2 separate regions of the Danio rerio genome follow, and region 2 is linked to region 1. A link is a contact called in public Hi-C data. All regions are on one chromosome and are shown on one strand. The core of a region is the stretch at or near the end of the contact, and the rest is flanking DNA. Distances in the headings are between cores, read along the strand shown. Region 1 has its middle 21 kb from the start of brca2. Region 2 holds the start of arfip2a (ADP-ribosylation factor interacting protein 2a).

Evidence for each region. Hi-C and Micro-C count contacts between places; a contact is called where the count stands out from the background.
Region 2: a Hi-C map of an unstated tissue shows a contact between it and region 1, with 6 times the contacts expected there. The contact joins the promoter of arfip2a here to the enhancer-like site in region 1. A contact is called at or near these places in 4 of 18 Hi-C or Micro-C datasets (caudal fin, fibroblasts, hematopoietic stem cells and 1 more) and 1 of 4 datasets of contacts at active chromatin or transcription factors (embryo).

What each region holds. Positions count from the first base shown.
Region 1 is chr15:34,540,306-34,545,480 of GRCz12tu, reverse strand. No RefSeq gene overlaps it. Among named protein-coding and RNA genes, the nearest start is that of brca2, 21 kb to the right of the region's middle. Within about 2 kb of position 2,725, at least 2 of the 62 cell types and tissues checked have an H3K27ac peak or open chromatin away from gene starts, as enhancers often do.
Region 2 is chr15:34,858,368-34,863,542 of GRCz12tu, reverse strand. arfip2a (ADP-ribosylation factor interacting protein 2a) reads right to left here and starts at 3,022. Exons shown (of 10, transcript NM_001005935.1): 1 at 2,863-3,022; 2 at 802-906. The coding sequence starts at 897. LOC141377874 (a long non-coding RNA gene) reads left to right here and starts at 3,039. Exons shown (of 3, transcript XR_012390971.1): 1 at 3,039-3,271.

The DNA of each region.
Region 1 (5,175 bases), core at 1,476-3,975:
TCTCTGTGGTCATTAAAAATCCCATGGCACTTCTCGTGAAAGAGCAGGGGTGTAACCCCGGTGTCCTGGCTAAAGTCCCTCTATCGGCCCTTACGATCATGGCCTCCCAATCATCCCCTTCCACCGAATTGGCTCGATCACTGTCTTTCCACTCCACCAATAGCTGGTGTGTGGTGAGCGCATTGGCGCCGTTGTCCTGTGGCAGCCGTCGCATCATCCAAGTGGATGCTGCACACTGGTGGTGGTGTGGAGAAACCCCCCTCATGATTGTAAAGCGCTTTGGGTGTATGGCCATACACAATAAATGCGCTATATAAATACACATTACATTACATTACATTACATTACATATTGTAAGGTGTCCTTGAGTGCTTTGAAAGGCGCCTATAAATAAAATGTATTATTATTATTATTAGTAGTAGTATTATTATATGACTGAACTCGTAGTACTTCACACGAATTAGCCACTAAACTGACAAAACATACGTTATCTCATGATAAGATCAGGCTGTAATAATCATGCTTGTTATGGAAAAGGTGCTTTAGAGAATACAAAAAACTTTGTGTTCATTTTCAAATGCCTGCAACAAAAATAAATAAATGAGCACATAAGGAAGAGGAAATGAAACGCAGAGCTGATGTTTGAATGCAGATCATCAGGCTTCTAGAGGCAGATCACAAAAAATAACACACAGACACAGACAAACTGAAATGTGGCACAACTGAAGTTAAGCACGGTGTTTCTTGATTTTCATAAAAATATTATGCTGGACAAATGAATTTTATGTATTTTATGTTTTTTTTTTTTTTTTTTGTTTCAGCCATGGGAAATTAACAATAATAATAATAATTCTGAGAAAAATGTAATTCTGAGAAATAAAAAAAAGGTAAGAACTGATTTTTTTTATTTTTTTTTTACATCAGATAAAAAAAAAAAAAACATTAAAATTCATAAATTCATATCTTTTCCCCCAGAACTGTAAGTTTATATCTTGAGATTTGAGTTTTTCACCACAGGTAACTGTAGTAAATGTGGCTTTATATCTCACCGTTTCCTCGAAGATTGAAATTTTTTTTTTAATTATATAAACAAAAATCTTGTCATTGTGTCTATTTATCTTGCAATTTCTAAAGATTTGCTGAAATAAAAAAAATAAAAAATAAAAACAATGGGTTATATATATTCATTAAAAAACAGTGTTTATGTCGATTCTGACTCTGACTGAAGTATGTTTTTATTTTAAATGCAAGAACTGCAACTGCATGTAGTAGCATTCAGAATTTTACCCCTGCCGAACTGCAAAAAATGAAATCAAAATTGACTTTATAAATTTTCCACTGTGAAAAATATTAATTATTTTAAGTTTAATGCAGAGTCGGGATTATGAAAATGTAAATTCAAAATTCAGACTTTTTCCTTTGACCTTCTTCAGAATATTGAGTTTAAATGTGAGTGAAACTGAGTGTAAAGAAACAGAAACGATTATTTTCAGCTCTGATTTCATATTATGACTTTGTTTTTACCTTTTACCTTTCTTGGTGATATAAATGCAGCAATAGTGTGCAATGTTGAGCTTACGATGAGTAACATATTAAGAGAACACTTTTTTGTGATGGCCCATTTGAGAATTAAACTGTCTGCTTAATATCTGTTGATACTGCTGCTAAACAGACATTTAACTGACTAGAAGAAACTTTGCAAGTACATGTCAACTTACACTAACCCTAACCTAACGGTGTGCTTTATTAGTTGGCATGTAGATGCAATGTAACTTAAATCAAACCATCAAATTAAAGCATCACATATAATATAGATGTGTAAATATGTAATATATATGTTATATAATATTAACGAGCAAGTAACGAATATCAGAGTCACTTTTTAAAAAATGTAATGCAAGTAACTTTTTAGTTTAGTTAATTCACTTTTTAAAAAATAAATTGCCGAATTAAAATGAACGTAGTCACATTAAATCCCGCACACAATGAGAGAATTCAGGAACAAACAGAAATGAAGATGGCAGAGCCTTACATTTCTGCAATAGAAATATTCTCATTATTTTGAACCCATAGGGAAAAAAAAAGATTATCTGAACAGACAGTGGTTTTTCTTTTTAATAAGACAAAAAGTACAAGAGTAGCAAAAATAATGCTTTAAACTGTCATTAATCTGTATATACGACAGGTCAGGACATTCTCCAAAGATAACAATATCCTACATTAATTTATGTGTTTTTTTAAAAAATAAGTTCTGAAAGAGATCACGCCTCAGTCAGGTCAGAAAAAGTAATGCAAAGGTCACGCAACACTTACCATGAAAATAATTAAGTTACGCAACTAGGTACTTTATTGGGGAGTAACTCAATATTGTAATAAACTACTTTCTAAAGTAACTTTCTCCAACACTGTTGGTGAGCATAACATACTTTGAAAATATATATAAAAATAGTACTGTGTATTAAGCCCATTTATTTTTTTATTACTAAATATATTACATTTAAAAATAAATAAATCAATAAAAATGAAATAAACTCCAGACCGTAAGACTTCATTCTACAAAAAGCAGTGTAAGTTCTGGCCTCATGGAAACAATTTTGGCCAAGATGCATCTATTTTCTGTGCACCACTAACAGATATGATCTGGTTGTCTGTGCTAGACAACAGGAGAGCCAGCTATCTTTATCATTGTGGGCCGCGGATCTTTAAATAGCTCCGTCTGTGTGCTGAATCAGCGCATTCTCAGTGACGGGATGATAGATGGAAAACTGAACACAGTGCAGGAAAGCCACTGATGGCAGATCACTGCAAATCTAGCATGACTGTGGTTTTCTCAAACATTCCTTGACGAGTCAACAGATTATGGGCTTGCTTTGCATTTCAAAAATCCTTATTATAAGCGATTGGAAAAGTAGAGGTTTCTCCAGAGTAAATGCCTGAGATCGTAATTTTATATCAGAGATTATTAACTGTGACAATGTTCTGTTTTTGGAAGAAAAGAAATGCTTTTGTTTGCCATTGCGGTGTAATGAAGCTTGATGGTTATAGTTTGCCATCGTGTTTGTCACAGCCGCTGCTGCCAGTTTTTAGCGGTTATTAAGTGATATTTTCATATTTCTTGCTCCATTCTCAATTCTTTAGCTTTAATATGAAAATGGCAGATTGTGAAACCCTATCTTCCTATAGTTGAATGGAGATTCTGCCAGTCAAGAGGGTTAGAAGTGTTAAAGCGCCACCTGCTGTTCAGTAATTACATTTTTTTTTTACACAAATGGACTGCTTTTGATATTGAACTTTTTTTTTTTTTGTGAATGAGCAGTGAGCATGTGACTATTGGAAATACACATTGAATATATACTGGTTGCTTACAAGCTAAAATCAAAAGAGCACACAACAAATTGACTATAATATTGCCAATGATGCACGTCTCAAAAAAAGATTTTTGCTGCTTGTTCAAAATACTTACTTCAAACGAGCTGAAGTGCCACAATTCTTGAGATTTTATGGGGGGGACTATTTATTTTTTATGTTTGATTAATTTGTAAACACAAGTTAGGGTTAGTTAACTTGATCTATTTGTGTTGGTTCAACATGAAGGTATTGTATAGAACCCAGTGTTTTCTGTAAAGAAAATACAGGAATGTTTTCCATTATGAAAACATTCCTGTATTTTTTTATTTTCTGTTTTTAGCCCCCAAAAAATCTAAAGAAAAGCTAGAGATAAATTTGTGCATTTCAGAGGAACAGCAAACTTTCTTTCCTGAATTAAGGTTTTCAAACAACTCATTCCAATGAATTATTCAATGGTCAAAGGTTGTGATTGGATTTAATTCGCCATGACCTGCCAAGAGCCAACCTGCCGTCATATAAGTGCGTTCCACTTAGTCAAGTGAACAAGGGATCTTACATTGACAGACCCTCACTCCATGTATTTTGACAGAGGGAGTGAATCTGCTTCATATGTAAACTCCAGCACCTATATGTGCCACAAAGCATTCTGATTGTGACAACATTTGCATTAGCATAGTAGTTTCCAATAGCTTAAGGGTTTAAAGTAGGGGTGTCCAAACTCAGCCCTGGAGGGCTAATGTCCTGCAGAGTTCAGCTCCAGCTTGCCTAAGCACACGTACCTGGAACCTTTTAATATGAAGCTACAGTCACACTAGAGTTTGTGCGTGTGAAATTCTGTAGTACGTTGCTGCGAAAAGGGGCGCAATTAAACAAGATGATTAGCCATTAGCCATGATTAGTCAGAGTTTTCCAAGCCTGAACTTACCAACGCAGCGAACTGCGAAACTAGATGCACAAACTTGCGTTTCCAGTCGCTTGCATATGAATAGAAGTCTATGGGGAGAAAAATTCAGTGTGACCGCAGCTTGACTTGTAAGATCTTGATTAACTTGTTCATGTGTGTCTTTTTAGGGTTGAAGTAAAACTTTGCAGAACACTGACCCTCCGGGACCGAATTTGGGCACTTCTGGTTTAGAGAATTCCATTGAAATCTACCATACAGATGTTCTAACAGTAGTGGACATTTGTGTAGTATAAATCAACTGACGTTCATCCAAGTCAACAAGATAGAGGGAAGTTAACACGTGAAGGGCATAAAAATCTGGACTGGAATAAAGCCATATTTTCATGCATTAAGGGACTGAATAAGAGAACTCAATCAATTTAAAGCAGGGGTGTCCAAAATCAGTCCTGGAGGGCCAGTGTCCTGCTGAGTTTAGCTCCAACTAGGGTTGTAACAATATACCGGTATGACGGTTTACCACGATTTGAACGTGCACGATTATCATACCATGAACAATTGCATATCAACGGTTTTAACCCTTAAAGACCGAGACAGCCGCCCACGGCTAAAAATAAGTATTGCTCTTAAATGTTTAATAACTTTTGATCCGCTGATCCCATTCATACAATTCAAAGATTGGCATAAAGAAGAGAATCTCAGCTTTCCAGTGCTGTATCACATAACATTCGCGGACTTGCAGAGGCTCCGGAATCAGTGCGGTTACGTCATCAACATTTGCCCACGCTGATTTGACAAAGAAACGCTCGTCACTGTGTCTCCGGACAAACCAGACATGCTACATTGATGCATTGTCCCTCCTCCATGCCCAGATTGGTTCAGACTCGCTATATCACAACCAATAAGCATAGGTTTCGCTTTTGTTT
Region 2 (5,175 bases), core at 1,773-4,272, 320 kb before region 1:
AGAAATTGAGTTATTATATGTTGCTCTTACAACTGGGATTGACAACAAGACTTTTTGTCAGGTAGTGTAGGATTTTATGACTACTAATGAACAGTTAATAACTTAAAAATAGGCCGATAATAAACGAGTAATTAATAGCAAGAATTGTGATGTAAAGTGTTACCAAAACTTCAATATGAGAAATTAAAATCTCAAAAAACTAGGCATTTTGGTTATGGTGAATCCCTATAAATCCATTGAAATCAGGTGTGTCCATAAACACATGCAAATATAGTATTTGCCTGACTGATTTCCATATCTTGGCTTGACTTTTTACAGCAATAAATAGCTCCTATTTGCGATCAATCTTTCACCGAACCCCATGAAAAGTCATCGACTACATTGTGGGCAACTATGCAAACCTTCAACCATACTAAAATCAAAGGGAATAGGGCTCCAACAAACGGGGACACCCACAAACTCTCCCTCACCATTGCCACTGGTAGTGTGCCTACTATTTCATCTAAGCTCCCACCAATCTGTGCACCCTGTGACATGAAGAAACATAAAACGTGAAAAAACAAAAGATGGTCAGACACAAACACAGAGAAAACAAACATGTGCTGAAGTAACCAAGCATAACAGGATCGCAAGACAGGGTCTATATTTACAACAGCTCATTAATGTGTGATTAAGCCAACTGTTCAGATCCAGCCACACAGTATCAACGGGAACAGGACGTCACAGCACATTTAGGTGTGGTTCAAGGAAGAATTGAGTGGCGGGACTGAAAATCAAGTTGGATGGAGAGTGGATACGCACCTGCTCAAGACTGTCATCCTCTGCCGACCTGCTGTCCCCATTGCTGTTGATGGGTATTTCCATAGTGGCGGCTTTGCTCAAAAGACTATCGGTCATGATGGTTATCTGTGAATGAATATGGATAACCAAGCAGTTAGATAGACATATTAAACAGACAGACATAGATAGAAAGACAGATTAAACAGACATGGGTGGATGGATGGTTAGGAAGATAGATGGATAGATAGGTACTGTATACAGAAAGATAGATGGATGGACACATGAAGACAGACAGACGGACGGACGGACGGACGGATGGATGGATAGACGGACGGACGGACAGACAGACAGACAGACAGACAGACAGACAGACAGATAGTTTAACTAGACTGACATACAGTCAGACAGACAGACAGACTAATAGGCTAACAGAGAAACAGATACACTATAGACAGACAGACAATTTAAATAGACAGAAAGGTGGACAGACAGACAGACAGACAGATAGATAGATAGATAGATGATGGATGGATGGATGGATGGATGGATGGACGGACGGACGGACGGACGGACGGACGGACGGACGGACGGACGGACGGACGGACGGACAGACAGATAGTTTAACTAGAATGACATACAGTCAGACAGACAGACAGACTAATAGGCTAACAGAGAAACAGATACACTATAGACAGACAGACAATTTAAATAGACAGACAGACAGACAGACAGACAGACAGACAGACAGACAGACAGACAGACAGATAGATAGATAGATAGATAGATAGATAGATAGATAGATAGATAGATAGATAGATAGATAGATAGATAGATAGTTTAACTAGACAGACATGGATAGGTTAACAGAGAGACAGATACAGATAGACAAACAGAGGCAATCAAAATAGATAGATAGACAGACAGACAGACAGACAGACAGACAGACAGACAAACAAACAGAGACTGAACGAAATACATGCTAGCACGAATAGATGCAACAACACATCAATTAAAATGTAGAGAGACAAACAGACAGATAGATAGACAGACAGACAGACAGACAGACAGACAGACAGACAGACAGACAGACAGACAGACAGATAGATAGATAGATAGATAGATAGATAGATAGTTTAACTAGACAGACAGATGGATAGGTTAACAGAGAGACAGATACAGATAGACAGACAGAGGCAATCAAAATAGATAGACAGACAGACAGACAGACAGACAGACAGACAAACAGAGACTGAACGAAATACATGCTAGCACGAATAGATGCAACAACACATCAGTTAAAATGTAGAGAGACAAACAGACAGATAGATAGACAGACAGACAGACAGACAGACAGACAGACAGACAGACAGACAGACAGACAGACAGACAGATAGATAGATAGGTTAACAAAGAGAGACAGATACAGATACAAACAGACAGACAGAAAATTTAAACAGACAGATTTTGACTGAATGACAGACATCCTATCTAGACAGACAAATGTACACATTTAATGTAGGCAGACAGGTTAACAATGAGAGACAGATATAGATAGACAGATAGAGTTAAGCTGAATGACAGACATGCTAGACAGATACACAAAGACAGATAGATTCAAATGTAACGTTGGATAAATAGACAGACCGATTGAGGAAAGACAAACGGTTTTTAAAACATTTAAGTATGTGTTGTAATATATAGCTATCTGCAAAGTAAGACAGGTAAATTAATAATAGATGATAGATTTACAAAGGACGTCTTAATATAACGTTAACTCAACATTACATTGCATGCATTAATCTCTAACGTTGCAGTATATGCCAGTGTATTAGCAGCAGCAATCTCGGGCCCTTACAAAACTACTCCAACAGACTGCATAGGCATCGGCCAAAATTGCACCCATGTATGGGGAAGGGATGGATTACACTTAAAGCTACGGTGTGAATAGACGCCATGACGGGATTGAGCCCGAGCAGGTCAAGCGTCCTCCGATTGTCATTACCGCTGCGATGCTACGTGTCACACTGTGAGAAGAGAGGATGCTTGACCTACACGATCACCATCTGCCGCCGATTTATTTACCTGAATGCCGTCTCAACCGCTGAACCAAATCGGACCGCATTGAAGATTATTCCATGATCAAAACACGATGTGTGTGTGTATTCAACGGGTGTCTGGAGAGCGAATAATCTCCACTGGCTCCTCTGTCAATCCTCTTGGTCGCTCGGTAACGCAAATCCTCTCCGTCCGTTCTCTGCAAACGGAAGTGACGACGTGACATTCTTCAGGGTTGCTGGAGCGTTATTACACTGAAGTAAACAGCAACACGGGCGTTTATTTTTACATAATATACTAATCAAATATTATTTTTTATGCGTGTGAGGTTAATAGTGATGAGCAGCTTTCAATAAAAAGGAAGATAGAGAAAGATATACAGGATGCTACTGCTATACTCTGTGTAACCAGGAGATGTCAGCATCACTCCAGAAATGTAAGCATCACTTCAACATTTCTAGTTCTGGTTAACTCATTTTGGATATAAATGTGGCTTGTTCCAACTTTCCTGATTCATTGATATATTACATTTTAAAACACTTTAATAGTGAAATATATGCAGAACATCTGCATTACTAATGATGCAGTGCAGAAAATTCACACCAATAAAAAATCTTTAGCTTCGTCCACACAAAGTATAAAGCTTTTCCAACTTTCATATCTGATTTGTAAACTAAATGGATATTTAAATGATGTAACAATAATAACATCATTTATACAACACAATAAATAAAAAATTAGTTAACTATAAATAAGACTGACCAAATATAAATAAAATAGTTCTGGTTAAGTCATTTTGGGTGATGCAGTGGCGCAGTGGGTAGTGCTGTCACCTCACAGCAAGATGGTCGCTGTTTCGAGCCTCGGCTGGGTAAGTTGGCATTTCTGTGTCGAGTTAGCATGTTCTCGCTGCGTTTGCGTGGGTTTCCTCTGGGTACTCTGGTTTCAGTAAGGCATGCAGTACAGGTTAATTTGGTAGGCTAAATTGTCCGTAGTGTATGAGTGTGAATGAGTGTGTGTGTGTGGGTGTTTCCCAGGAAAGTGTTGTGGTTGGAAGAGCATTTGCTGCGTAAAAACATGCTGGATAAGTTGACGGTTCATTCCGCTGTGGCGACTCTGGATTAATAAAGGGACTAAGCCGAAAAGAAAATTAATGAATGAATGATATATGTACATATATAACAAAACGGTACACGATGGCTCAGTGGTTAGCACTGTAGCCTCACAGCAGAAACGTCGCTGATTTTAGTCCCGGCTGGATCAATTATTCCATTGACTATCCGCTTGTTAAGTGCAGTGTTGGGGAGTAACTAGTTACATGTAACGCCGTTACGTAATTTAATTACAAAATAAAAGTAACAGTAATTAGTTACAGTTACTAAGAAAAATATGTAATTAAATTAGTTACTTTTGAAAATGTTAAAAATTACAAATGGGGTTACATCTAATATTTTTCTTTAAATCCCTGTGATATGTTGAATAATATTAATCTATTGCTTTGCCTGTTTTTGATATGCACGATGGCTTCTGCTAAGGCCATTTATTCAACCTCTGATGCTTTTGATTTGCGGCGCAACCACGGGCGTAAATCCCGGGGGAACATGTTCATTGTCCTCCTCACCAAATAAAATACATAAATATATATATATATATAAACGCACTCTCTATTTTGAAAAATATATGGGTGTATACCTAAAATAATTGTCTAAGTAGAAAAAAAACGCATTTATTCATTCAGTGACAGCGCCATACATTGTTTACCATGGTACTTTGAATATTTGAACTGAAATCTCATGCAAGTTTGACTTCAAAACAACATTAATAGTAATAATAATAATACATTTTATTTGTATAGCACTTTTCCTACATTCATGGAACTCAAGGCACTTCACAAACAACAAACAGACATTGTAAAATAAACCAAATAGAAAATAATGTATATTAGACAATTAAAGCAAAATATATACTCAGATAAAAGCATACATGTACACGCATATATGCATACATCTACACAATCACACAAAATATTCTTTACATACATGCACACACACCGTACATGCATATGTACATAAACCTACACGATATAGATAAATTGCATAAACTTCACAAACTTATATTCATACACAATTTTAAAAAGGTGCTTCTTAAGCTTTTTAAAAATAAATTCTGGGGGATTCTTTTACTTAATTTAGGAGACAATTCCAAGATTTTGCAGCATAGTGACTAAAAGAAGTGCCGCTAGATCGCATCAGATTTACAAAGTGAAATTCTAAAAGTCGAGTGCTTGAAGAGCGTAGCACACGGTTTGGATTATATTTTGATAAGCAGTCAGAAAAGTAT